Linked DNA regions of Callithrix jacchus: region 1 is linked to region 2. Evidence: chromatin contacts called from public Hi-C data. All regions are on one chromosome and are shown on one strand. The core of a region is the stretch at or near the end of the contact, and the rest is flanking DNA. Distances in the headings are between cores, read along the strand shown. Region 1 holds the start of GPRC5B (G protein-coupled receptor class C group 5 member B). Region 2 holds the start of IQCK (IQ motif containing K).

Evidence for each region. Hi-C and Micro-C count contacts between places; a contact is called where the count stands out from the background.
Region 1: a Hi-C map of skeletal muscle shows a contact between it and region 2, with 6 times the contacts expected there. The contact joins the promoter of GPRC5B here to the promoter of IQCK in region 2. A contact is called at or near these places in 2 of 3 Hi-C or Micro-C datasets (induced pluripotent stem cells and skeletal muscle).

The regions. Positions count from the first base shown.
Region 1 is chr12:21,314,637-21,321,232 of calJac240_pri, reverse strand. It overlaps GPRC5B (G protein-coupled receptor class C group 5 member B), which reads left to right and starts at 5,296. Exons shown (of 5, transcript XM_078344827.1): 1 at 5,296-5,458; 2 at 6,136-6,320.
Region 2 is chr12:21,135,097-21,140,969 of calJac240_pri, reverse strand. It overlaps IQCK (IQ motif containing K), which reads right to left and starts at 4,349. Exons shown (of 8, transcript XM_035267115.3): 1 at 4,163-4,349. The coding sequence starts at 4,343. All of the region lies in intron 3 of KNOP1 (lysine rich nucleolar protein 1), which reads left to right.

The sequences.
Region 1 (6,596 bases), core at 4,047-6,546, 180 kb before region 2:
CCACCTCCACCTTCCGAAGTGCTGGGATTATAGGCATGAGCCACTGCACCCGACCATTGTGTTCTTATCCACTCAATGTGCAGACACTGAGCAACTACTATGTGCCTGGAAGTTTCCAGATCCCTATCCATTCAGGCATTTGGACAGGAAAGGGCTCGGTATCACTTCCGGTTCTTCTTTGCAAGCAGCAGAAATGGACTCTGGTTAATTAAAGAGTCAAGGAGTTTGGTAAAAAGATATGAGAGGACTTCCAGAATCACCTGTACTCAGTGGGGCCAGGAGAGCAGAGGATGGAGCCTGTCAGGCCAGAAGCCCTGGCACTGGGGGGCGGCAACAGGACAGAAGAACCTCCTCCCCCGTCCCAGTTTCCTCCTGCATGGCAGCCACCCTGGCTGGCAAAGGACAATTTCCTCTGCTCTCTCCTCCCCTCTCCTCTTCCAGCTCCCAGCGTCTTCCCAAGCCCTCATTGCACCATCCCTGCCCTCCTCTCCCCACCATTACATAACTGTCCCCTGTCCCAGGGGCCCTTATGTAACTTGAGTCACCTCAGGCTCCCTGCCGCACCTCGAAGCTCCCACCTCAGCCTGGCCTGTCTGGTACAATCTTTCACAGTTGGCTGGGCCAAGCCCTCAGTAAGAAATGTGGAAACAGAGAGAAGAGCACTCCCCCTCCCAGCAGTGGGACAGAACAGAGACAAGGCCCAGCCGCAAGAGGACCTCTAGAGGAGGCTCTTCTGCACACCAAGCCCAGGCCCATGGCCTCTGTCAGGGACTTGAATAGTTCCCTATGCCTCGACATGCACTTTTGTAAAATGGGGCTATAGTACACGTAATAGGATTATCAAGAGAATCAGAAAGTTTATTTCTGTTCGAGTGTGTGTGTGTGTGTCTGTGTGTGTACAAAGTGTTTAGAACAGTGCCTGGCAAACTGTAAATGCTACATGACTGTTACTCTTTTTGGAGAGGTGGTTCTAGATAAGTGTTCCTTGAGTGGTGGTTCTCAATCTTCACAGCCTTGGGACACTTTCACACTCTTAAAACTGATAAACTAGTGGAAGACCCCCAAAGAGTTTTTGTTTAGGTATATGCCGATACTTTATATCCTGCCTCGGACAGAGTCAGTGCCCAGTAAAAATTAAGAGCTATTGTTCTCATTTAAAAGAACTTGGAGGCTAGGTGTGATGGCTCACACCTGTAATCCCAGCACTCTGGGAGGCTAAGACTGGTGAATTACTTGAAGCCAGAAGTTCAAGACCAGCCTGGCCAACATGGTGAAATCTCATCTCTACTAAAAATACAAAAACTTAGTCAGGTGTGGTGGTACACACCTGTAATCCCAGCTACTCAGGAGGCTGAGACACAGTAATCTGAGAGACAGGGTTGGCAGCAAGCTGAGATCATGCCACTGCCCTCCAGCCTGGGTGACAGAGTGAGAGTTCATCTCAAATAAATAAATAAATAAAATTAAAGGACTTGGAGAGGTAATATTGGTAGGTAAATACCTACCAAAATTCACCCTATTTCAAATTAAAGCTAAAGAAATTTAAAAGTACTTATACAATAAACCTATTACATGTTAACATAAAAGGTTTTATGAAGAATGACTATATTTTCCAAAAGAGAAAGCCGTGAGTGAGAAGCACAGCGATAGTTTACATTTTTCAGAATCTCTGAAATGCCTGACTTAATAGAAAACAGCAGGACCTTCACATCTGCTCCCGCCATCGGTCTGTTGCAGAATCACATATCCAAAAGCCCCTGGGAAACTCCACTGTACGCTCATGAGAGTGAAAGGGGAATATAAGGTTTTATTGCTATTACAAAAACGGTTTTGATCTTGCAGATGGGCGGAGAGGTTCCCTGGACAACACTTCAAGAACGACTTGGTACATTGAGGAAAGAGAGAGAGTGGAGGCCAGGCGCGGTGGCTCACACCTGTAATCCCAGCACTTTGAGAGGCCGAGGCAGGTGGATCACTTACAGTCAGGAGTTCGAGACCAGCCTGACCAATGTGTTGAAACTCCATCTCTACTAAAAAATACAAAAGTTAGCCAGGTGTGGTGATGTGCACCTGTAGTCCCAGCTACTAGGATGACTGAGGCAGGAGAATTGCTTGAACTCGGGAGGTGAAGGTTGCAGTGAGCCCAGATCACACCACTGCACTCCAACCTGGGCAGCAGAGCAAGACTCCATCTCAAAAAAAAAAAAAAAAAAAAAAAAAAACAGAGCAAAAAGAAACAAGCATTTTTTCATGTTTTCACCCAATTAGTACTCACCAAAAGAATAACAAGTAACTAGCAACCAGGTTTGGTCTCTTGACTCAACTCTCCAAGCCCTTTTAAATTAAAACGACACCCGACCCCTACTGGGCACTGACTGAGATCACCTGGCTGCTACACACGGCTCCAACAGGTGGAGACTATATGAGCCCCTTCCTCTCATAGATGCAGAAACCAAGATGCAGAAAAACAGTGATTTCTCTAAGGAGACGTGGCCATGTGGAGATTTCATCCTCAGTGTTTCTGAATCTCCTCCCACCCTGTTTAGCAATGGTCCGAGGCTGCTTCAGCCTGCAGACCCGGTGATTCTTATTTAATTGAATTGGTCCAGGGAAGTACCCAGACACCCTTTTTTCTTTTTTTTTTTGTTTTTTGACTCAGGTTATTCTCATGAGCAGCCAGGACCGAGAAGGGCCAGGCCAAGATCTTACCACTGAGAGTGCAGTCCTGGCTCTGGCAGTCCACCGGGAGCTTTTGGGGGTACAGAATCCTCTCCCTCCCTCTGAACCAGAATGTTCATTTGGACAAGAACCTGGGTGATTTGGAAGCACATCACAGTGTACTAAGGAAAAACTAAGAGAAAGTATAGCTGATCATAGGATTCCTGCCCAGGGGTAAGATAGCAGGATAGGGCAGTGGTTAGAGCCTGGACTCGGGCTGGCACATCCAGGCTCTGCCTCTGCGCTCACTCGCGCTCTCTGTCTCTCTCTCTCTCCCTCTCTCTCTCTCTCTCTCTCTCTCTCTCTCTCTCTCTGTTTTTTGAAACGGAGTTTTGCTCTTTGTTGCCCAGGCTGGAGTGCAGTGGTGTGATCTCAGCTCACTGCAACCTCAACCTCCCAGGTTCAGACAGCTCCTGCCTCAGCCTCTTGAGTAGCTGGGATTACAGGCACCCACCACCACACCCAGCTAACTTTTGTATTTTTAGTAGAGACGGGGTTTCACCATGATGTTGGCCACGCTGCTCTCAAACTCCTGACCTCAGGTGATCCACCTGCCTTAGCCTCCCAAAGTGCTGGGATCACAGGCATGAGCCACGGCACCCGGCCTCTGCCCTCTCTCTTAAAGTGGATCCCACATCACTCTAAGCTTCATAACTGAGTAAAGATAAATAGTCTGACATTTCTGAAACCTCCACCAGGGAAGTTCATAGACACCTATAAATACATAACCTAGAATTGCAACCATTCAAATCATTCTTTGTTTTACATAGGGGTAGAGGCTTGAGTTTGCTTGGGGGCAGACAGTTCCTTTGTTTTGGGGACACAGCAAGGGACCTTCTAGTAGTAAACTGGCAAAGCAGAAACCATTTTTTTTTTTTTTTTTTTGAGACGGAGTTTCGCTCTTGTCACCCAGGCTGGAGTGCCATGACGCGATCTCAGCTCACCGAAACCTCTGCCTTTCAGGTTCAAGCGATTCTCCTGCCTTTTCAGCCTCCCAAGTAGCTGCAATTACAAGCATGTGACACCATGCCTGGCTAATTTTTATCTTTTTAGTAGAGAAGGGGTTTCACCATCTTGGCCAGGCTGGGCTCGAACTCCTGATCTCAGGCGATCCGCCCACCTCAGCCTCCCAAAGGGTAAAGCAGAAACCTTCTATGAAGATAGAGAGTGGCTTCTGTGACAGAGTCGAGTCGGGAGAAAAGGAAGGGAAGGGAGAAGGGAAAGGGGCCACACCCTTTCTACCTGGCCCTGGGATTGGGTTTGATCACCCTGAGACAGTGGTGAACTCTCCCAGGAGGTGAGGCTCCTTGTGACATTGTCTGACCTGGCAGCAAATGACACCAGTTTAACCATTGGTTGAGAATATGGCCTTTGGAGTCAGATGGCCTGGATTGGATTCTGTCTTTGCCAACTGTCTAACCCTGGGGCAGTATTTAACTCCTCTTAGCCTCAGTGTCTCCATCTGTAAAATAGGGAGAATAATAGTTTCTGGCCTAAAGGGTTATTGGAAAAATTAAATGAGTTAAAGAATTTAAGGCCGGATGCAGTGGTTCATGCCTGTAATCCCAACACTTTGGGAGACCAAGGCAGGTGGATCAGGAGGTCAGGAGTTCGAGATAAGCCTGGACAATATGGTGAAACCCCATCTCTACTAAAAAAAAAAAAAAGTACAAAATTAGCCAGGCATGGTGGTGGGTGTCTATAGTCCCAGCTGTTTGGGAGGCTGAGGTAGAAGAATCGCTTGAACCCAGGAGGTGAAGATTGCAGTAAGCCGAGATCATGCCACTGCACTCCAGCCTGGTGACAGTGTGAAACTCCATCTCAAAAAAAAAAGAGAGAGAGAAAAGAAAAAATAATTCAGAACACTTAGAATAGCTCCTAGCTCACAGCAAGCACTATGTGCTCAGCTATTACTTTTATTATTATCATCCATGGGTGTTTGAACTTTTTTGGAGGGATGGAAGGAATGGAAGGAATGCCCCTGTCACTCAGTGTCCTCCTTCATTTTCACTCTGTGCTTCCTGTGGTGTCATCACCCAAAGCGAAACTGACCATCACAGTCAGGGTCCTCTGTAAAACTAGTGGGAAAGGGAATGTAACCCTAACTGCAGTGTTAATCATTTCATACTAAGGGCTTTCCACATGCCAGACCCTGCGTGAAGCACTTTACATGTAACATGTGTTAGACCTTCACAACAACCCCAACAGGCACGTACGATCAAAAAAATCTCCATTTCACAGACATTGAGGACTTGAGGCTCACAAAAGTGAACTTGCCTGCGTTTGCAAAAGGATCTCGGCGTCAGTTCCAAGAGCTGCCACCAGGTGGCAGTGCTCATCCACTTTCCAAATGAGCAGTCTGGCGGGAACACACTAGGAAAGGGTCGTCCTGCAAATGTTTGATGAACACCTACTGTGTACCTGGCACTGTTCTAGGCTCTGAGGATCCACGCAAATAAACCAGTCGCGGGGAGGGGGAACACTGCCTTTATGGTTCTTCCCTTCCATTTTCCTTTGACTATAATAAAAGGTATCCCAGAGAGACTTGCCCAAGGGGGATGTGGCCTAACCGAGACCGGAACTGGGAGGCTGGAGGCTTGCGGGAAGGGATGGGAGAGTATCTGGAAGGCCACTGTCCCCAAAGATCAGAGACTGAAACTATTCCCAGAGGGCAGGGTTCTTCGTCCCACCTTCCTGCAGCCCCCGGGAGAGAGGAGCAGGAGTCTGTCCTCTTACTATGGTGTCTTACGTGGCTGGGAGGGTTGTGACGACGAGTGGGGGCGGGGGGGGGGGCGGGCGGGGGGGGGGCGGGCGGTGTGGGAACCGCGGAGTGGGGGAGGAAATCTCACCCTGAGAATCTGGAGTGCGGGGAAGGGATGCTGCTCAAAGGTCTGTTTCTGGTTTTCGGGGGGCCACCTGAAATTGCCCGGGGTTTGCTGGTCCGAAGGTCACCCAGGTAACCAGCCCTATATGGGGTGTGGGAGCGCAGCTCCCAAGCCTGGGCGAGGCATTGCCGACCTCGGAGAGGCCAGTGGACTAGGACAGGGTGAGGGGGACTCCGTGCCCAGGCGGAAGGCTGTCCCGTACCCCTCCTTAAAGCAAGTCCCACGGCCTCCCCGCAGACACGCGTCCGGGCTGTGCCCTGAACGCCTGCAGAGCGTGTGCCCCCTGCAAGGCTGTGGATGTGTGCGTACGTGGGTGATGTGTGCGGTAGGGGTGGTGGCGATCCTGCGTAGGGACGCACGTGAGGGATGCCCCGTGTGGACGTGTGTGTTTGAAGGCGCCGAGGACGCGGGTGTTGGGCTCAGTGTGCGTTAGGGGACAAGGACACCTGGGAGGTGGGTACAGAGGAGAGAGAGGAGTGTGTCCAGGAGGGAACCTGCCTCGAGGAGGCCTAACGGTGTGCGTGTGCCTAAGTGTACACCTGGGCGTTGGTGACTCTGGAAGATATTCGGCGGGATTGATCCTCTCCGCATCCTGGACCCGGCGCTGGTGTGTTTCGGGGAAGTTACTGCTTATGAACCCACCTTGGAGCGTGGCCTGGGCACAGGAAGCCTCCTGCACTGGGACCCCTCCGTACCCCTCGGTCGCGGTCCCACTCGGTAAGTGTATTGGACGGAGGGGGGTGTTCCTGCAAATGGATCTACCCTGGGGAGTTGCAGGCTCGTCTGGACTGTTCACTGGCGCACTGTGGTTGTGGGGCAAATGTCCCCGAATTGGGGACACGGGAGGTGGGGGTGATCGTCTCAGCGATCCGGGCTGGAAGCCACAAGCTTGGGCCCCGGAGGTGCAGGCAGGCGGCGCCTAGCCCCGCGCGGAACCACTGTTGGGGTTGGGGGGACCGGGGTGGGGAGCGGAGGCCCGGGGGCGGGGCCGGC
Region 2 (5,873 bases), core at 3,100-5,599:
CAAAAAAAAAGGAGGCCGGGCGCGGTGGCTCATGCCTGTAATCCCAGTACTTTGGGAGGCCGAGGTGGGTGGATCACGAGGTCAAGAGGTCGAGACCATCCTGGTCAACATGGTGAAACCTCGTCTCTACTAAAAATACAAAAAATTAGCTGGGCACGGTGGCATGTGCCTGTGATCCCGGCTACTCAGGAGGCTGAGGCAGGAGAATTGCCTGAACCCAGGAGGCAGAGGTTGTGGTGAGCCCAGATCGCGCCATTGCACTCCAGCCTGGGTAACGAGTGAAACTCCGTCTCAAAAAAAAAAAAAGGAAAGTGTAAGCCCCACATCCTTTGTCTTGACTAAAACCATGAACCCAGCAAGTCACAAACTACTATAAGATTTGATTAGAAGTGTGGGCAGGGAAGAAGTTTATTGACACACAAGTGCTTTTTAGAATACAAAGCTCTCAGTTGTCACTGGAAAGATGAGGGAGAAAACCGGTATTTACAAGTAAGTTACAGTGGTGGGCATGCACATCCATACAAAAGCGCACTAATCAGGTTGGTTAGTCTGTGTGTTAGATATTTACCCACTTTGTATTTTGTCTTCATGAAATTGAGTTTCTAGCAGGTCTGCTTGCTATGATAATTTACCTTTTAAATGGAGATTATCTTAATAGAATGTAGTACTTAACCTCAAATATAGGATTACTACAAAGCCTGTTTTTTCATGTTTGTTGTGAGATACTCAATTTACTATATGTTATAGAATATTGCAGTTGTTAGATGTTTAAGAATTGGGTTTATCTAGATTATGGGCACATAATCATCACAGTGCCATATGTGTAGTTCGCTAATGCTGACTTCATTACATTCATTTTTTGTTGTTGTTTTTTTCGAAGGAGTCTCACTCTGTCGCCCAAGCTGGAGTACAGTGGTGCAATCTCAGCTCACTCCAATCTCCACCACTCAGGTTCAAGCGATTCTCTGCCTAAGCCTCCCAAGTAGCTGGGATTATTCACTACCAAGCCCGACTTGTTTTGTGTATTTTTAGTAGAGATGGAGTTTCAACATGTTGGCCAGGCTGGTCTCCAACTCCTGACCTCAGGTGATCCACCCGCCTTGGCCTCCCAAAGTGCTGGCATTACAGGTGTGAGCCACCATTGCCTGGCCTCATTCCGTAACTCTATCATTTTATAGTGGCATCAATTCACTTGCTTTTCAGAGAGCACCAAAACCCTTTGTCTTTGTTTTCTCTCTACAGGCCTATTTGACCAAAATAAACTTGGTGAGTAAAACACAAAGCAGGTTTCTTTATCAACAATAATGAACATTTATTGACTACTTTGTTTTTTTTTTTTTTTGGAGACAGAGTCTTGCTCTGTTACCACGCTGGAGTGCAGTGGCGCAATCTCGGCTCAATGCAATCTCCGCCTCCTGGGTTCAAGCGATTCTTCCGCCTCAGCCTCCCAAGTAGCTAGGACCACAGGGGCGTGCCACCACACCCGGCTAATTTTTTTTTGTATTTTTACTAGAGATGGGGTCTTACCGTATAGGCCAGGATGGTCTCGATCTCTTGACCTCGTGATCTTCCCGCCTTGGCCTCCCAAAGTGCTGGGATTACAGCGGTGAGCCACCGCACCCGGCGTATTGGCTACTTTTTAAATGCCAGGCACTGTGCTAAGCACCTTTTCATACATTATCTTACTTGATCCCCACAATAGCCCTGTGAGGTACGTACAACAATTATCCATCTCTTACAGATGAGGCTGAGTAACTTTTCCAATAATACTCTAGTAAATTGCATTATAAAGAACTGTTTGCCTTGGAGAAGTGTGGAGAAGTAAAAGCTATGGGGGAAAGACAACCACAATAACTACATTCAAATATGTGAGCATATTTTTATTTTTAATTAAAATTTTTTTTTTTTTTAATGCAGAATTTCACTCTGTCGCCCCAGGTTGGAGGCAATGGCGCGATCTCAGCTCACTGCAACCTCTGCCTTCTGGGTTCAAGTGATTCTCCTGACTCAGCCTCCCGAGTAGCTGGGATTACAGGCATGCACCACCACACCTGGCTAAATATCTGAGTATATTATTTGTATTGGAGTGATTCGCTCCTTGAGTCATAGCACCTAGGGGTGTTACCTTACAAGAGGTAAGGACCTAGGGGTAAAAGTGACAAAGAGAACATCCAAAATGAAAGAAATTTTTTTCTAGTAAGATGTATTGTTGGAGAAGTAATTTAAGTACTGGATAGGGATTAAAATAGACAGCTTTTGAGGGCATCTGTCAACTGTGTCTACTATTCTCTTCCTTCTCTGTATTCTCCACTTGCTTTTAAGTCATCACATATACTGGTGCATTCATTCTTTTTTCCCATTCAATAAACATTTACTGACCTGCACTGTCCAATACAGCAGCCACTATCCACATGTGGCTATTTAAGTACATTTATTTATTTTTGAGATGAAGTCTCACTCTGTTGCCCAGGCTGGAGTGCAACAGTGTGATCTCAGCTCACTGCAACCTCAACCTCCACCTCCCAGGTTCAAGTGATTCTCCTGCCTCAGCCTCCTGAGTAGCTGGGATTACAGGCACCCGCCACTATACCAAGCTAATTTTTGTATTTTTAGTAGAGACGGGGTTTCACCATGTTAGGCAGGCTGGTCTCGAACTCCTGACCTTGTCATCCACCTGCCTCAGCTTCCCAAAGTGCTGGGATTACAGGTATGAGCCACCGCACCCAGCCATTATATTTATTAAAATTAAGTCCGGGCTGGCTGCACTGGCTCGTGCCTGTAATCCCAACACTTTGGGAGGCCGAGGTGGGTATATCACCTGAGGTCAGGAGTTCAAGACCAGCCTGGTCAACACAGTGAAACCCTTTCACGACAAAAATACAAAAATGATCCAGGCATGATGGCAGGTTCCTGTTATCCCAGCTACCCAGCTACTGAGGAGGCTGAGGCGGGAGAATCGTTTGAACCCGGGAGTCTGAAGTTGCAGTGAGCGATCCGCCACTGCACTCCAGCCTGAGCGGCAGAGCAGGACTCCGTCTCAAAAAAACAAAAGTCCAACAAGAAATTCAGTTCCTCAATTGCACAGTAAGAACTAATGCTTACGCAGCTCTTTCTGTAAATCAAGCAGCCCCACCCCCCATAAACGTTGTGCACTCCTAGAATCAGGCAGTTTGCTAAGCACTTTTTGTGACTATCTGGTTCCATCTTCCTAACACCATCGAAATAGGTGCCATTATTATTACCACTTTGCAGACAGGGTAATAAGTTAAATAATTTGCCCAACCTAAGTAAAGAATACTGAGCAGGGTCATAAAGGAAGATGTGCTAACCTCCGTTTGGGGAGGTTAAGGAAGGTTTGAAGCAAGAAAGGACCAAAACCCGTTTGTCCACACCATGGTTACAGAACGTGTGGGCCACCGTCTACCTACGTTAGGATTACCTGGGGTGCTCTCTTTTTTTGACAGAGTCTTGCCGTGCTGCCAGGCACAAGGCTGGAGTGCAGTGGCACAATCTCGGCTCACTGCAACCTCCGCCTCCTGGGTTCAAGCAATTCTCCTGCTTCAGCCTCCCGAGTAGCTGGGACTACAGGCGCGCACCACCACGTCCAGCTAATTTTTGTATTTTTAGTAGAGACGGGGTTTCACCATGTTGGCTAGGATGGTCTCGATCTCTTGACCTCGTGATCCGCCCGCCTCGGCCTCCCAACGTGCTGGGATTACAGGCGTTAGCCACTGCGCCCGGCTTTGGGTGCTCTTTTTAAAAAGTGCAAATTCCCTGACTCCCAATTTGACGCTCTGTGGGCGGGGCCTGGGAACCTACGTTTTTAACAAGATCCCCGCCCCAGCAATTCTTTTCCGTTCACTAAACGAGGTTCAGAAACTGCTGGTCCACGCCGCATAGCTAGTTCTCTTTATTCTGCTTCCCCTCGTCGTTCCCTTGCCTTTGACCTCACTACGGATCGCGGTTGGAGGCCGCGCTGCGTAACCTCGGGCCAGCTTCTCCAAGCCTCAGTTTCCCCGTGTGTAAAATGCGGAGCCCGGGCCCGTGGCGCGGCCCGGCGGCCCCGCAAGTCAGCCGCCTGGAGCACAGAGGGCGCTACCCCAGCGCGGTCCCAGCCCAGGCGCCCGGGTCCCGCCCTTCTCGGCCAGCCCGGGCTGCCTACCCTCGCAGATCTGCTCCCACAGATTCTTGCCCGACGGCTCGGCGACCTGCCATGGCGAGATAGGCAGCTCGCGGGACTCGAGAGACAAGTTGCGCACCGGCGTGCGGGTGAACGACGAGTTTGCAGAGCTGCTGGGCTTGTGCTGAACATTGTAGCTGGGGACCTGCCGCGGCGTTGCCATGGCCACGGTTTCCAAGGTAACCGCGTTCGCCGGAAGGCCGCGACCCGATAGAAGGCGGAACCGGAGAGGGTGGGCCGGCGACTCGAAGTGGACTTCCGGGTCACGGCGTAGCGGGCTCTCACGTGGAGGCGCGGAAGTTTGGCCCACGGGTGAGTGCCAGGGCGCGTTTCAGGCGGGCGGGCTCGGTGTTTGCATCTGGGGAAGTGCGCCCCGGAGAAGAGAGGGAAAAGCGGACCACCCACATTCCCAAATCTGACCCCTCCAGTTGGTGTGCGCCGGCCCCGGCCTGAGGCCGCCGCCTCCAGGAAGTTTTCCCGCCTCGGAGCGGTGCCTGGGACCCCATGTAATCCTTCCCTGTCTATTGCTGCGGAGGCTTTGGCGCCTGGAATCCCTGGAGACACAGACCTCACTTCCTGGCTCCTGCGCGTCCTACTGGTCATCCTGCGGGGGAGCGGGGTGTTGCTGCACAGGCTTTGAGTCTTGTGGGCGGAATTCCAATCTTCGTTTTCCACTTGCTGGTTTTGGAACCTAGGGCAAGTCAATCATTAAAGTCTCTGGAGCTTGTGAGGTTGAGTATTCACTGTGATCCTCACATGGCTGCCGCGGGAATTTAAAAGCGCTTTTGGAGAAAGTGTTTGTGTTTGCAGGAGATGCACTGTAATGTTCTTTTCCTTTCTCCTTGCAAGAGTGAATGCATTTGGTCGCAGAGCTAGAGAGGAGGATGCAATAATTTTCTAAGTGGCAGAGATGGGGAGAGAAGGGAATTAAGAGTTGACCCGCAGCTTCCAGGTGGATTCTTTGTTCTTAACAGATCTCTTGGCCACTCCCCTATTCAGAAGTGGTCTTGGCTTTCTTGACTACACTCTTTACAGGTTTGCACCTTCTCCTTGGCAAAAGCCCCTTTTCCTCTGCCCGTTTATTTAAATGTCAATACAGTAGTCCTGCTCTCCCCTTATCCGCGGTCAGTACGTTTCTAAACAACCTGTGGATACCTGAAACCACAAATAGTACTGAACCCTAAATATATTTTTTCCTTTGTATACTACCCGTGACAAAGTTTATAAATTAGGCACAGCAGGGCTGGGCTTGGTGGCTCACGTCTATATTCCTAGCACTTTGGGAGGCCGAGGTAGGCAGATCACCTGAGGCCAGGAGTTGGAGACCAGCCTGGCCAACGTAGTGAAACCCCGTCCCTACTAAAAATACAAAAATTAGCCGAGCCTGTAGTATATGCCTGTAATCCCAGCTATTTGGGAGGCTGAGGCATGAGAATTGCTCGAACCTGGGAGGTGGAGATTGTAGTGAGCCGAGATCATGCCACTGCACTCCAGCCTGGGCAACAGAGTGAGACCTTGTCTCAGAAAAAGGTACAATAAAAGATTACCAACGATCTAGCTAGTAATAAAACAGAACAATTACAGTTTACTGTAATAAAAGTTACATACACGTGGTCTCCCTCTCAAAATGTCTTCTCCTGTACTGTGCTCACCTAAGTTGGGACCAGGGTTAACCAGGGGTAACTGAAACCTG